Linked DNA regions of Danio rerio: region 2 is linked to region 1. The links are chromatin contacts, called in public HiCAR-type maps. All regions are on one chromosome and are shown on one strand. The core of a region is the stretch at or near the end of the contact, and the rest is flanking DNA. Distances in the headings are between cores, read along the strand shown.

The links. HiCAR-type assays count read pairs that join an accessible place to other places.
Region 2: a contact with region 1 is called in a HiCAR-type map of caudal fin, with 6 times the contacts expected there. The contact joins two enhancer-like sites. A contact is called at or near these places in 1 of 18 Hi-C or Micro-C datasets (caudal fin) and 1 of 4 datasets of contacts at active chromatin or transcription factors (caudal fin).

The regions. Positions count from the first base shown.
Region 1 is chr5:3,673,296-3,680,674 of GRCz12tu, forward strand. No RefSeq gene overlaps it. Among named protein-coding and RNA genes, the nearest start is that of supt4h1, 16 kb to the left of the region's middle. Within about 2 kb of position 2,511, at least 7 of the 62 cell types and tissues checked have an H3K27ac peak or open chromatin away from gene starts, as enhancers often do. A contact at or near this core is called in caudal fin, where this site is marked.
Region 2 is chr5:3,803,739-3,810,856 of GRCz12tu, forward strand. It overlaps tspoap1 (TSPO associated protein 1), which reads right to left. Exons shown (of 30, transcript XM_073951852.1): 13 at 6,143-6,193. Among named protein-coding and RNA genes, the nearest start is that of mir142a, 93 kb to the left of the region's middle. Within about 2 kb of position 1,258, at least 18 of the 62 cell types and tissues checked have an H3K27ac peak or open chromatin away from gene starts, as enhancers often do. A contact at or near this core is called in caudal fin, where this site is marked.

The DNA of each region.
Region 1 (7,379 bases), core at 1,261-3,760:
GATAAATGTGCTAGCATGAGTCAAACAAGCCAACCCCCGCTTCTCTACAATGCTCTGATGCTGAGATATAGCTGCTGTTATTATAGTTGCTAGGTTAGTCTGTTTTGTTGCTATGGAGTTGATTGACATCTTAGACTGATGATGTATCAAAGCTTCTTGCCAGTATGAACAGTTAAAAACAACCCCCATGTCTCTATCACACTGCAACATGACGTTATCAATCTGGGCCTCTATAATGGCAGTCTATGGGATCGTTGTGAGGGTCCAGTATCTGTTTGTTAGGGTGTGGCTAGAAAGTTTAAAAGCTCATCAGTCAATGGTAGTCTGAGTTAAATGAGCCCAGTTAGAAGTCTGTGCGACAGTCTGATGTAAAGTTATGAGCTCACAAAGTTTGACCCAATGTAAAGTCAATCACAGTCTTTTGCAGTGGAAGTCTATGGGACAGTTTCTAGGGTCCAAAAAGCGGTTGCTAGGGCGTGGTCAGAAAGTTAAAAGCTCATCAGTTATTGGCAGTTAGGTAGTCTGAGTTAAATGAGCCCAGTTAGAAGTCTGTGTGACAGTCAGACGCAAGGTTATGAGGTCACAAAGTTTGGTCCAATATTAAGTCAATGGGATTATTCCGACGGTCCCGGGACGTTTTTCGGAAAATCGAAAGTTGGATCAGTCGGAAAAGATATAGCAACCCGAGTCGGACCAGTTTGGAGGTCTGGTGTGAGTTTGGTGGTCAGAGCTCGAAAGCTCTAGGAGGAGATAGAGTTTAATTTTTTTGTCTCAGAAGAAAAATAGGATAACAATAGTTACACAAGCCAGCCTAATTACTTAAAGTGAGTCAACCCATTGCCTTAAAAGTGGCAAGTTGATTATACTTTAGTATTTCTGTTCTAATTTAGAACTATTATTCAGTTAATTTTTATAATTATGCACATAGTTTAACACCATAAAAACGTGATTAGTTACTTAAAGCAAGTAAACCAATTGCCTTAAAAGTAACAAGTTGACTTTACAAAAATAATGTAAGGAAACCCATTATAACTTGGTACTGTTAAGTTGACTTCATTTTTATAATGATGCTAATTGTACTCACTTTTTTAAAGTCAACTAATCCCTATTTACAGTGTCAAGACTATTTTAGCACGTCTGTTTTCAAATAATTACTGTAATTATCACAATATCACATATTTGGTGCTTTATTAAGTTTATAAAATCTACAATTATAGCCTGTATTGAATTTAGAAGACACGCTGGAGTCTGGAAGAGCAGATTTATATCATTTTGCTAAATACTAAAAAGCTGGGGAAAAACGAATATAATATAATATAATATAATATAATATAATATAATATAATATAATATAATATAATAATATATATTGTGTATTGGAAAAAAAGTGATTAGTTTACTTTTATTTTAAAAAGTAAGTAAGCTTTTAAGGCATTTGGTTTACTCGCTTTTGGTTTACTAATCCTTTTTTACAGTGTTTTATAAATAACTGTGATTCAATGACGGAATTATAAAGAACATTTGTTTGTGTCACTTTTTTAATTATTAAGAATTTATCATGATCAAATTTGGAATAAAATATGTATATTGAGAATTGTATTTGTATTTTTTTTGTTTATTTTATGCTTTATTAGGATATTTATTGAATGATATATATTTTAATAAATGTGGACTTGACGTGCAGTCTTTTCATTTACAAAAATTTAAATCTAAAAATGTGAGTGTACATGTAGTTGACCACAACTGACTGAAAGTTAGATCTACTCATTTGAAAAGAGTTTTGATCTCAGTGTTGAAGGTAATGAGTTCTTTAAATACCTCATTATTTCAACTTAAATGGAGTAAGTTTATGTAGATTTGTTTATAACTCAAATGGTTTACCAATCGGTTTCCTCAAATGGTTTGAGTTGCCTTAACTTTTTAGGTTTTACAGTACTCAGTTGGTTTGAGTTCTCTTCATTTATTGGGTTTTACTCTGTTCAAATTACTTAATTTACTTAAATGGAGTAAGTTCACAGTACTCATTAGGATTAGTTCGTTAACTCAAATGGTTTGTTGCAATCAGTTTCCTCAAACATTTTGAGTTTCCTTAACTTATTGGGTTTTACAGTACTCAGTTGGTTTGAGTTCTCTTCATTTATTGGGTTTTACAGTACTCAGTTGGTTTGAGTTCTCTTCATTTACTGGGTTTTACTGTGCTTAAATTGCATCGTTTACTCAAATGGATTAAGTTCATTGTACTCACTAGAATTAATTTTTGAACTTAAATGGTTTGCTACAATCGGTTTCCTCAAATGGTTTGAGTTACCTTGTTGAACATTTCCATTGCCATGCAGTCTGAAACCCCCTGTCCTCGTTGAAGCCCCTTGTTTGTTTTCAAAAGCAAATAAACGCGCATTAAAACCAAACATTTAAACCAGAGGAACCAAAACCCGAGCCATGCAGACTCTACAGGCAAAAAAACTGCAACAAACCAACATCCTCCAGCGTAACACCATAGACACTCATCTGTCGTAATGATTGTGCATCACATCATAAACACCGTCTAACCTTAAAGATTTTTTTGCATTTGCATGCTCACCACTGTCACGTTTCACAAGCAACTTTCTCCTCCACACGTGAAAGCAAATCTGAGGGCGTCAGGAGGAGTTTCACAGTCATTTCTGTTCTTTCACTCAAGCCTTCAGTTCTCTACCCTGCAGAAAAAAACAACTACTACTAGTGCTGCTTTGGACGCTGTGGAAAAACACAGTCATACTTGTCTGAAAACTACTGCGGTCACAATTCATGCTATTAACTACTGGCTTATTACCTGCCGATTATTAAGAAATGAACTGTTCATCGGTAGTTATAAAGCAGGGGTCACCAATCCCGTTCCTGGAGGGCCGGTGTCCCTGAGGGGTTTAGCTTCAACTTGCCTCAACACACCTGCCTGGGTGATTCAAGTATACCTAGTAAGAGCTTGATTAGCTTGTTCAGGCATGTAAGATTAAGGTTGGAGCTAAAACTTGCAGGACACCGTCCCTCCAGGAACAAGTTTGGTGACTCCTGTTATAAAGTATGATTCTATTCTGTATTCCTAATCCTACCCAACTAGGCAAGGCAAGTTTATATAGCACATTTCATACACAATGGTAATTCAAACTGCTTTACATAAACAAGAATAAAAAAGACAAGAAAGTAAAAACATTATAAAAGTGATTAAAAGCAGATTAAAATGTGTTTAAACAGGTTATAAAAGAATGAAAAAGAAAAGAAAGACACAATAGTGCGATCTGTGGGCCGTAGCACAGTGCTCATTCAGTAAAGGCACGGCTAAACAGATGTGTGTTCAGTCTTGATTTGAATGTGCCTAATGTTGGAGCACATCTGATCATTTCTGGAAGCTGATTCCAGCAGCAGGGGGCGCTGTTAGTAGCTGAAGGCCGATTCACCCTGCTTTGACTGAACTCTTGGAACTTCTAGTTTATTTGATCCTAACAGTGTTGCCAGATTGGAAATGTCAAAGCATCGTACCAGAATCTCAAAATTATCGTATTTGGAGGAAAATTATCGTACACGAGTCAAACTGAGAGTATACAGCTATTATCTAGACACAGCGTTTTGACACAACGTGCAAAAACTAGGTACCTTAGTGGGAAGGTTCAAACTCCACCTCCGAGTTGCTGTCATTGAATGTTGCATGTTGCCAGATGTTGAAGGATTTATTTCACCGTTCAAATTGGATGCCGTAATAGACTGCAAAATAGTGCTGGTTGGCTTGAAAGCAGTGCACACTCTGAGGTGTGCATGCTTTGTTTTGATGAGACTAATGCCGAGTTCAGACTGCATGATTTTCCAACTAGTCGTGTCACAGATGTTTTCACACTGCTTGACTATCTGTGCTAGCGTTTCATCGCTGCTTTGTTTACACTGCAAGATGGTTCGGCGACAGGGACATTCACATTGCATGACTTTACTATAGGGAGAATCGCCGACAACTTTGTCCAAACTACGTCTTACAGCCAAAAACACGTAGTATAGCCTATCTTTTGTTATTAACTACACAATGAGAAAGAAGCCTTTAATGGGGTAGAACATGTACATTTTTGCTCACCTGGGTTTGAAGGGAATTAGCCATTTCTCCTCAACGTTGATAAAAAACTAATTTCTTTCTGTATGAAACGTCAAACAGACACGGTTGCTCCTGAGTCCTGTCAAACCTCCACTAGTTTTCCCTCCATTTCGTGGGTCCAAATAAACTGAAAATGAGCGCTTTTAACTTCTCCCCCAGCCTCCCGCTGGCCTGCAGCAGGTACAAACACACACACACACAAGTGAATGCTGCTCTCTCATTGGCTGTAGGCGATCGCTGATGTTATTTTCAGTCAAAGCTCAATTCACACGGCATGATTTGAATCGCCGACAGATTCAGATATTTAGTATGCCTAATATCTTGCAGACATCGGCGACTCATCGGCGTTTCTCTCAGATCGCTTCTTTGATCGTTCATACTGTGTGATTGTCACTCACGTGCACGAGCAGCGATTTGCCTGTGATTTCAGGCATTTGTCGGCGATTTCTCAAAATCTGTCGGCGAGCCAAAATCGGGGCTAAAATCACGCAGTCTGAACTAGGCATAACTAAAAAACACGTTCTCAAGACGCATTTGATTGGGGGAAAACGAGAACATCAAGGGAAAACTCCCGTCCTTCTCACCTTCCTTTACAGCACGAATTGTTTTAACATTATTGCTTAAAAGATCGACCTCAAACTGAAAACTACTGACCTAACCACGGGCACGCGCAGCAGGAGCGTTAACTCGTGAGAGAGCCATTCTCCACGTTGATTGGCTGAGATGAGGCATCGTAAGATGAGATAGAAAACGTGCCTAACTCCACCTACTCCTCACAGAGAGCACAGAAAAGATGCAGCTAGATCAATAAGTAAAGAAGCCCGAAGATTACAATGAAGTTACTTTTAAATGCCATAAAATTCTGAAACTATCGTACAATATAGGATTTTTCTCATTATTGATCGTACATCGTACAGAGGTCTGTTAACACTGGATCCTAAAGATCTGTTTGTATTCAGTCAGCATATCTGTAATATATATATTTAAATATTTAAAATATATAGAGTCAAACACAGCATCTTTATTTCTCAGGGGATGGGGGAGGGAGTGTATTAGATGGTTCTCCCAGGGTGCCATTAAAACTAGAACCACCACTGGGTATTGATGAACTAAATTGGTTGTACTGTATAAGTGTGTGTGCGAATGAGTTTGTATGGATGTTTCCCAATACTGGGTTGCAGCTGGGACGGTATCCTCTGTGTAAAACATATGCTGGAATAGTTGCCGGTTCATTCCACTGTGGTGACCCCTGATGAATAAAGGGACTAAGCCGAAGGAAAATGAATGAATTAATGATTTTTATAATCATAATAATGATAATTTTTATTTATATAGCACCTTTCCAGAGCTTAAGAATGCGACAAAAAGAGATAGTACAAGCAGATAAAAGATACACAAACATACAGGTTATCAAATATCACAAACTGGAAATACAAAAACAAATATTTGTCTCTTATTTGTTAAGAGACAAATAAGCAGAGTGCAGGTGGATCAGATAAAGTGGTCAGTTTGGCAGAGCAGGGCTTCACTCTTCGTGCCTCGCTTAAATGATCTTAGATGATTTGGCAGATCCTGGATCTGTTAATCTTGATAACTGATCTCTGGCTAATTTGGTTCTTCAAACAAGTTCGTGAATCATATTAAAATGTCTGGATGAACTGATCTGAGATCGCTGCGTGTGTTGTGAAGGACTGATCTATCGATCCTCGAAATCTTGATCAGCAATGCAACGATTGGCTGACGGCACAGCAGCGTAATGACATCATCTGATTAATATTCAATTATCCATGTGAGCACAATTACATCAAATTAGCAGTAAACGGTTTGTTAAATATGACACGCAATAACTTTACACCTTGTTGTGGGCTGCATGCTTGACCCTTTCATGTGTCAAAAGCAATTTATTTAGTTTTACCGTTAGAGCGGATTTTCCTTATCATAGTAGTATTATGGTAGCCGGATTTTTAATCAGTGTAAATATTAACTGGATGTTTACAAAAGCATTTTGATATTGGTAAAGGCGTCTGCAACTTATGAAGCATCAAATCACTGTCATATTAACTAACAAAACATGTTTATGACTGCATTATTGTATTATTTCTTTTTTTAAAAAGTCACATATTGTGCATTTCTATTATCATACACAAATTGTACTAAAGCGATATAAAAAGTCAAAATCAATAAGTTTCTCTTTGCACCACCAGGTGGCAATCTTTGTACTTTCATTTCGGGGGTGCAGATTGCATACGTTTTGTAAATATGTATAACTTTATTTATTTTATTAATAACTATAATTTTATATATAAAGTTTAAAAACATTTACTATTTTCCCAAGTGTATAACAAGTACTGTAAGAAAATATCAGAATTCGGTACATACTTTCAGTTTTATATTAGTTTGAACTGACCCAATCTAGTCCTGTTGATATGAATTGAACCTGCTCCCGACCAGGTTTGAGCTACCAGAACTCTTGCTATAATAACAACTCTCGGATCAGCTTTGAAGAATGAAGCGATCCTGGATCATGTCAAATCGTCAATATCCAAATCCAGCTAACTGAGTAATCCACGTACGAAGAACAGACCCCAGAAGTGAAGCATTCAGAAAATAAGTGAGTTTTGTGTTAAACAAATGTTTCTATTCACAAATGTGTGTTTAATGTTTATTTGTGTCATACAAGTTTTTAAAAGGAGAATAGAAATGCAAAAATTGCACATTTGAAAAGAAAATGTGTCAATGAATTAACATTAGCTAATTGAACCTTATCGTAAAGTGCTACCTGAAAGAATTCAAACAAAATGAAATGAAACGGTGTACTGTCATAAAGTTGAAAAGTCATTTAGTGTGTCTGAGTGATCATTATAGTATCATTCGTTCTAGAGTGTGTTTCTGCTAAACAAATGCGCGCACACACACACACACACACAGGAAGTGGTTTGTGCTCACTGAAGATTCTATTTGGAACACTTTTAAAAAAAAGAATGTTACACTTTAACAGACACACACACACACACACACACACACAGTTTGAATGTAATTAGTGAACAACATGATGGTGTGTGTGTGTATGTGTGTGTGTGTGAATGAATGATGTAAATAAGATGAGGATCTGGATGAGTTTGACTTTCGGAAACACTCACAGCTCTGCATCAGCGCTCTTATCATCAGGACTGATCAAGGTCATCATAGAAACTTAACATAAAGATGATTCAGAAATTCCTTTAATGAGTCAACTCATTAATGTGCTTTATGATTACCGAGGGCA
Region 2 (7,118 bases), core at 8-2,507, 130 kb after region 1:
TATAATAATAATTATACCAATAATAATAATAATAATAATAATAACACCAATACTAATAATAATAATAATAATAATACCAATAAGAAAAAAATACCAATGATAATAATAATATTAATAATACCAACAATAATACCAATAATAATAATACCAATAATAAAAATAATAATGATAATACCAATACTACTACTACTACTACTAATAATAATAATAATAATAATAATAAAAATAATAATAATAATAACGATATTAAGTAGAACTTTTTAAATGTCTTAATAAACAAGCCTATTGTGACTTAGGCATTCAACCATTAACGATTTACATGATTTATATATGAGATTAGAATACGTGTAGCTGAGTGGTTTTATGTGAAATATTGTCAATAGTATTTGTAAAGGAAACACAAATAGGTCCTATATGTGTGTATATATTTCAATTAATATGAAATCTAATATTGGATTTTTTTTTTAAATGTGTGCGTGTAAAACAATATCATGAGCACAATAAGTGATATTTTTTTCTTTCTCTAAAGAAGTCGTTGCTCTGTCCTATTTAGAGCATCATTATGGGTCTTTTACGTTATAATTAATGTGGCTCAACCGATGATCTGTGACAGAGAAACTACGGGTTTTGGGAAACACTTTTCACTACATTGTTCATTTCCCAAACGATGCATCATACTATGATTGTTCAGCCACGAGTTACGTCGTTGTTTGGGAAACACACCCCTTATTTAAACATCTGTCTTCAACAAAATAAATGAACTGAAGAGAAAATAAACGATTTGCTGAAGTTACTAGCAGAATTCTTATAGTTGTTGTCCACTAACCATGAGTGTGAATTATTTTAAAACATTCAGATGATCAGTTTTAATCAATATTTGCATTATAACAATTCAAATCATACACAATTAACAGATAACTATTGACAATATCTACTCAGAGTAATAGTTAAACAGCATCTAGCAAGACAGTAAAGCTTGATAAATGAAAGCAGCGAGAAAACATGGTAAAGGAAAAGGGTTAAAGTGGATCTGCTGAGTGTAAACGCAAGCGTGTAGTAAAAGCATTGAGTGTGTGAGAATACGACGAGCTAGTTTCACTTCCGGCTCTCTGCGGTTCAGTTTCCTGGCACACTGAGAGCGCAAAACACACACAGAAACTCTAAAAATAAAGAGCTTCCTGTAAAACTCTCACCTCTCAAGTGTGTATAACAGCCAAATACGCTTCCCGGTTAACTTTAAAACACTTTTAACTCACTAAAAAGCCAATTAAACACACTGCAATGGGATTAACAGCTATCACAAGGAAATCCCAAAGTGTCTAATAAGAGTACAGCATGATAGTATATAGTGTAGTATGAATCAAACTTTGGGAAGTAGAAAGATTAAAGTGTATTTTCCTGTAAAGGATTGATGATGAATGTTTATTTGCAGCGCTGCAGGTCATTTCTAAAAGTTGTCTGTGAGCTGAAACTGTGAGAGAAATAACTGAACAGTGTTTGAGGAGTGTATGAGAGCGGCTGTGAAAACCTGCAGTCTACAGTGGCCTGAATAACCTTTAAGACGCACTCAAAACCACACACACATGTGCACACACACATACACAAGAACACACACATATGCGCACACACAAAGACTTATAAACAAACTAACACAAGCATAAAGACAAACACACATACAAACACACACACACACACACACATACGCGACAACACACACACATATGCGCACACACAAAGACTTATAAACAAACTAACACAAGTTTAAAGACAAACACACACACACACACACACACACATACGCGAGAACACACACATATGCGCACACACAAAGACTTATAAACAAACTAACACAAGCATAAAGACAAACAAACAAACACACACACACACACACACACACACACACACACACACACACACACACACACACACACACACACACACATACGCGAGAACACACACATATGCGCACACACAAAGACTTATAAACAAACTAATACAAGTTTAAAGACAAACACACACACACACACATACGCGAGAACACACACATATGCGCACACACAAAGACTTATAAGCAAACTAACACAAGCATAAAGACAAACACACATACAAACACACACACACACACACACACACACACATACGCGAAAACACACACATATGCGCACACACAAAGACTTATAAACAAACTAACAAAAGCATAAAGACAAACAAACACACACACACACACACAGATAAAAAACACACACACATAAACAGAAAGAGCGCGCACACACACACACACACACACACGCACGCACGCAAACACACGCACACGCACACACACACACACAAACAGATAAAACACACACACACATAAACAGATAAAAAACACACACACATAAACAGACAGAGCACGCACGCACACACACACACACACATACACTTACAAACAGATAAAAAACACACACACACACACACAGACAAACAGATAAAAACACACACACATAAACAGAAAGAGCACGCACACACACACACACACACACACACACACACACACACACACACAAACACACACAAACAGATAAAACACACACACACACAAACAGATAAAACACACACACACGCGCACACACACACACACACACACACACACACACACACACACACACACACACACACACACACAAACAGATAAAACAAACACACACACACACACACACAAACAGATAAAACACACACACACACACACACACACGCACACACACACACACACGCACACACACACACACACACACACACACACACACACACACACACAGACAAACAGATAAAAAACACACACACACACATAAACAGACAGAGCACACACACACAAACAGATAAAAAAACACACACACATAAACAGACAGAGTACAAACAAACAAACACACACACACAGGCACATGCACACACACACAGATAAAAAACACACATACATTAACAGACAGAGTACACACACACATAAGCGAGAACACACACATATGCACACACACAAAGACTTATAAACAAACTAACACAAGCATAAACACAAACAAACACACACACACACATACGCAGGAACACACACATTTGCGCACACACATACTTATAAACAAACTAACACAAGCATAAACACAAACAAACACACACACACACACACAGATGGACAAACCAACCGACCAACAAACCGAACACACGAAGACAGATAAACAAACACACACACACCAAATGGGTGCTAAGAGGGCTGTTTGCGTGTGTGTTTCTGATACCTGCATGCAGTCCAGTGTGCTCTGATTAGCAGCCAACCAAAACACAAACAAAAGACAGAAACAAAGAGAGGAGAGATCATGCGTTTGACACACACACACACACACACACACACACTCCATACAGCAGATATTAGCTGAGATTATCACTGCTGCAGACCAGGACCTGTAGAGCCGCATCACTGCTGAATGTGCTCAAACCCTACACTCCAACAATACAGACCCAAAATGAACAGTTGCCCCTATTCCCTTTCACCCATGAACATTTCATTCATGCCAATTAGACGCAAATAATGAGTAAGGACTGATGACAGTGTTGTGGAATTTAATAACGCACGCCAAATGGAAAGAAAAAAACTCCTGCATTTGGCGATTTTCATCACCAATTATCACAGCAGAACAGTTTCTCAAGCAGTTTGTGATGCATTTTGGAAACAGGAGATGAGCCCCTGGTCTAATGCGCCACCTGGCTTGAGAAACCCGTTCTTGAGACTTAGCACAAGTAATCTGACTGCCTCACATGAGCTATTTCAATCTAGATTCATTCCAAGATTACAGTGAGATTAATCTAGATGAATAATCTATTATTATAATTATACACAGATTAATGATTAGACTAAATAACTTATCTATGTCCACCTATAATATATGTATTCCCGGTAGAGCCCTGCATTTGAGCCCATCTTTTTGATGCCTCTAGGGCCGAGCATCAAGCCAATTTTCACGTCATACTGTAGCTAGCATACATATGGGGCTTCGGGCCTGCTTTAGAAAAAGTTGAATGTGTGTGTTGCATGTGTGTACTATGTGGGTTTATGTTTGGATATGAGTTTGCGTGTGTCTCTAGGCGTGTCTCAGTGTGTGTGAGTTTGAAAGAGAGTGTGCGCGCGCGAGTATAAACCTCCAATATTGCTTTGTCGTGCTATTAATACAGGGCTCGAAATTGCGACCATTTTGGTCGCATATGCGCCCGAAAATTAATCTATGCGACCTCATAATATATATGGGCGCATTAGTGCGACTGCAGATGATGGTTGTAGTGCGACCTGTTTTGATTTTTTGTAAAAACGTGCTGAATCGCTCTTCCCTGCCGCTATATTGGTTCATATTAGCTGTCAATCACTCAAGGTATCCCGCTGTCAGATGACAGGAAAGGAGCTTTTATGACCACGGGAAATGCAAACGGCTGAAGAGTAAAAACTTAAAGCACACAAGTTTGCAAACCCCACCTAAAGTTGAGGCGCAGATGAGAGCGATCATGACACGTCACGTGGTGAATAATGATCCACCAGCTGAGATCAATCGAGTACGCGCTTCTTGGAGAAGGCGCCCGAATCTCATGCGTTGCATTCACAGCGTGTTCAGCGCAAATGTCCGCTAAAAGTCAAATCTAATACTGTACATATAATCGCCAAAGAAGCTCGCCTTTACTAAGTTTACACTGAAACTGCGGCTCATAACAAAGACCGGTATTGCGCCGATGGTTAGCGCAAGAATCCTGCTCTGCCTGCTCATAAATTGGGTCGGCTGACTCGCCAGCTTTCCACTAACACAGAAACATGAAGACCATCCCAGACTGAACCTTTAAATTGACACAAACTGAAACCAAAACTTTTAAAGAGTGATAGAAGTGAGACTTTACTTACTTTCTCTTGTCTATTCTTGTTTGAGGTGTATAATATTTTTTTATTTATTTACTGATGACTGCTTTGCAGCTTTCAGCATTGAATTGAATGATTTATTATAATCTTTTGTTTGTTTTGTAGCAGAAATATTATGTATTAAATTGACATGCATATAAAAACAGCAGTACAAAATCAATATTTCTTACTGCAATGCTTCATTTTTGTTTGATGCAAACTATACAATTATTTTTCATAAAGTAACAGACTTTTTATAGCAGATAACCTACATTCATGCACATTCAAGGCAGCATCATAATGAGAAATGGAATTCATTGTTACTATTTTTGTCATTTTCATCATCATTAATATTCTATAATTATTAGACATTCATTTTAGAATTATTGCACACAAATATCAATGTCTTCGCAGCATTAGTTATAGTTGTTTCTGGTTTTTGTCAGTCCTATTGATGCTGTTTTAAAATACAATAAATCCCTTAAAAACAATTTGCAGCGGTGCTCATTCATTTTTGGTGGGTGCTCCTAAATTTTTTCTGGTGCTACTAAAAATTTTTTGGTGCTCCTCAATATTTGAAGTTGGGAGCACCGGTGCTACCAAGTAAAAAAGTTAATTTCGAGCCCTGTAATATTACCGTCTCCAACTTTTAAAAATATTTTGTGTGCATGTTGCATGTGTCTGAGTGTGTGTGAGTTTCAGAGTTTGTGTCTTTGAGTGTGTGTGCACGTTGCATGTTTGTGAGTGTATATGTCTGAGTTGGGAAAATGTGAGTGTGTATGTTTGAATAAGAGTTTGTGTGTTTCTAGGTGTGTGTGTGTGTGTGTGTGTGTGTATAAATTTTTTATTTGCTTTGGCACTAATTCAAGTAATATAACCCAAAGGTCTTTGCAAATAATAAACACCATTTTAATTTACTGCATAATAGTTTAAAACGTACCTAACCACGCGTTTCATTTGTAATCTTACACTGCATGTAAAACAGTGCTTAAAAACATTCCAGCAGTGAAACAGGGCCCTCTGCAGGCTGAACACACAATCATCAGTGATGCGGTTTGGAAAAAAGAGAGAAGAAGTGCATCACATCAAACAGGAAGTGCACACGCCGTACTATACCAGCTCTCGGTGCAACACAAACTGCACCAGATCCTGAGAAAGACACAGTTTTAGTTACAAAAACACAATCAGCCAGATAACAACATCCCGTCACACACATTCAGCTCGTTTAATACGACTCACCTCCAGCACCTGCACCACATTTTCATGCTCTCTTTTAGCAAATAGCTGAGCCTGTGGAGACAGAACATCAAAACACACACAAACACACACACACACATGAACATCTGATTGACCATGACAACATCTGCATAGCAGACCTATATCTCTGAGAAATCTGAGGAAACAATGACATCAACAGAATATCAGTTTACATGTAGTAAAGTCAGCATGTCGTTTAGAAGATGGGGAAAAGGTATGGAACAAAATCAATTCAATTCAGCTTTATTTGTATAGCGCTTTTACGATGTAGATTGTGTCAAAGCAGCTTCACTTAAATGGTCATAGTAACTGGATCAGGGTACTTCAGTTTTTAGTGTTTAAGTTCAGTTCAGTTTAGCTCAGTTCAGTGTGGTTTGTAGTCATTATTGAGAGTCCAAACACTGAAGAGCAAATTCATCGATGAGTAGCTCTTCAGAACCATGCACGCCAGTGGCGACAGCAGAGAGGGAAAAAATGCCAAAAGCATTGAAGTACAGCCCCAAATCAGGAAAAGTTGAGAAAAAAAGTAGTGATTTCTAAACTGACTTTGACGTGTATTTCACTGCAGACAACACAACAGACAGTAGCCCCTTTCACACAGTGATACCGGTAAATATCTGGAAAATTTCCAGAACGACTTTACCGGTATATTCAAAAAAGTGCTGTTCAGGAATTACGGACGTTACGGAATTTTTCCGGAAAAGAGCATTCACACATCCATTCCAAAATACCGGTAAATTCTGACATCATTTACATTTACATTTACATTTAGTCATTTAGCAGACGCTTTTATCCAAAGCGACTTACAAATGAGTCGCTTCATCACATCATTCACCACAAATGAGCTTTAAACGGCTGCGCTTGTATTTGTAAACATTTGACTAAATTACAAACTCTGTGGATGATCAATATTGTGAACAACTTTCGTAGGATCACTTTCGCATGTCGAGATGTTCAT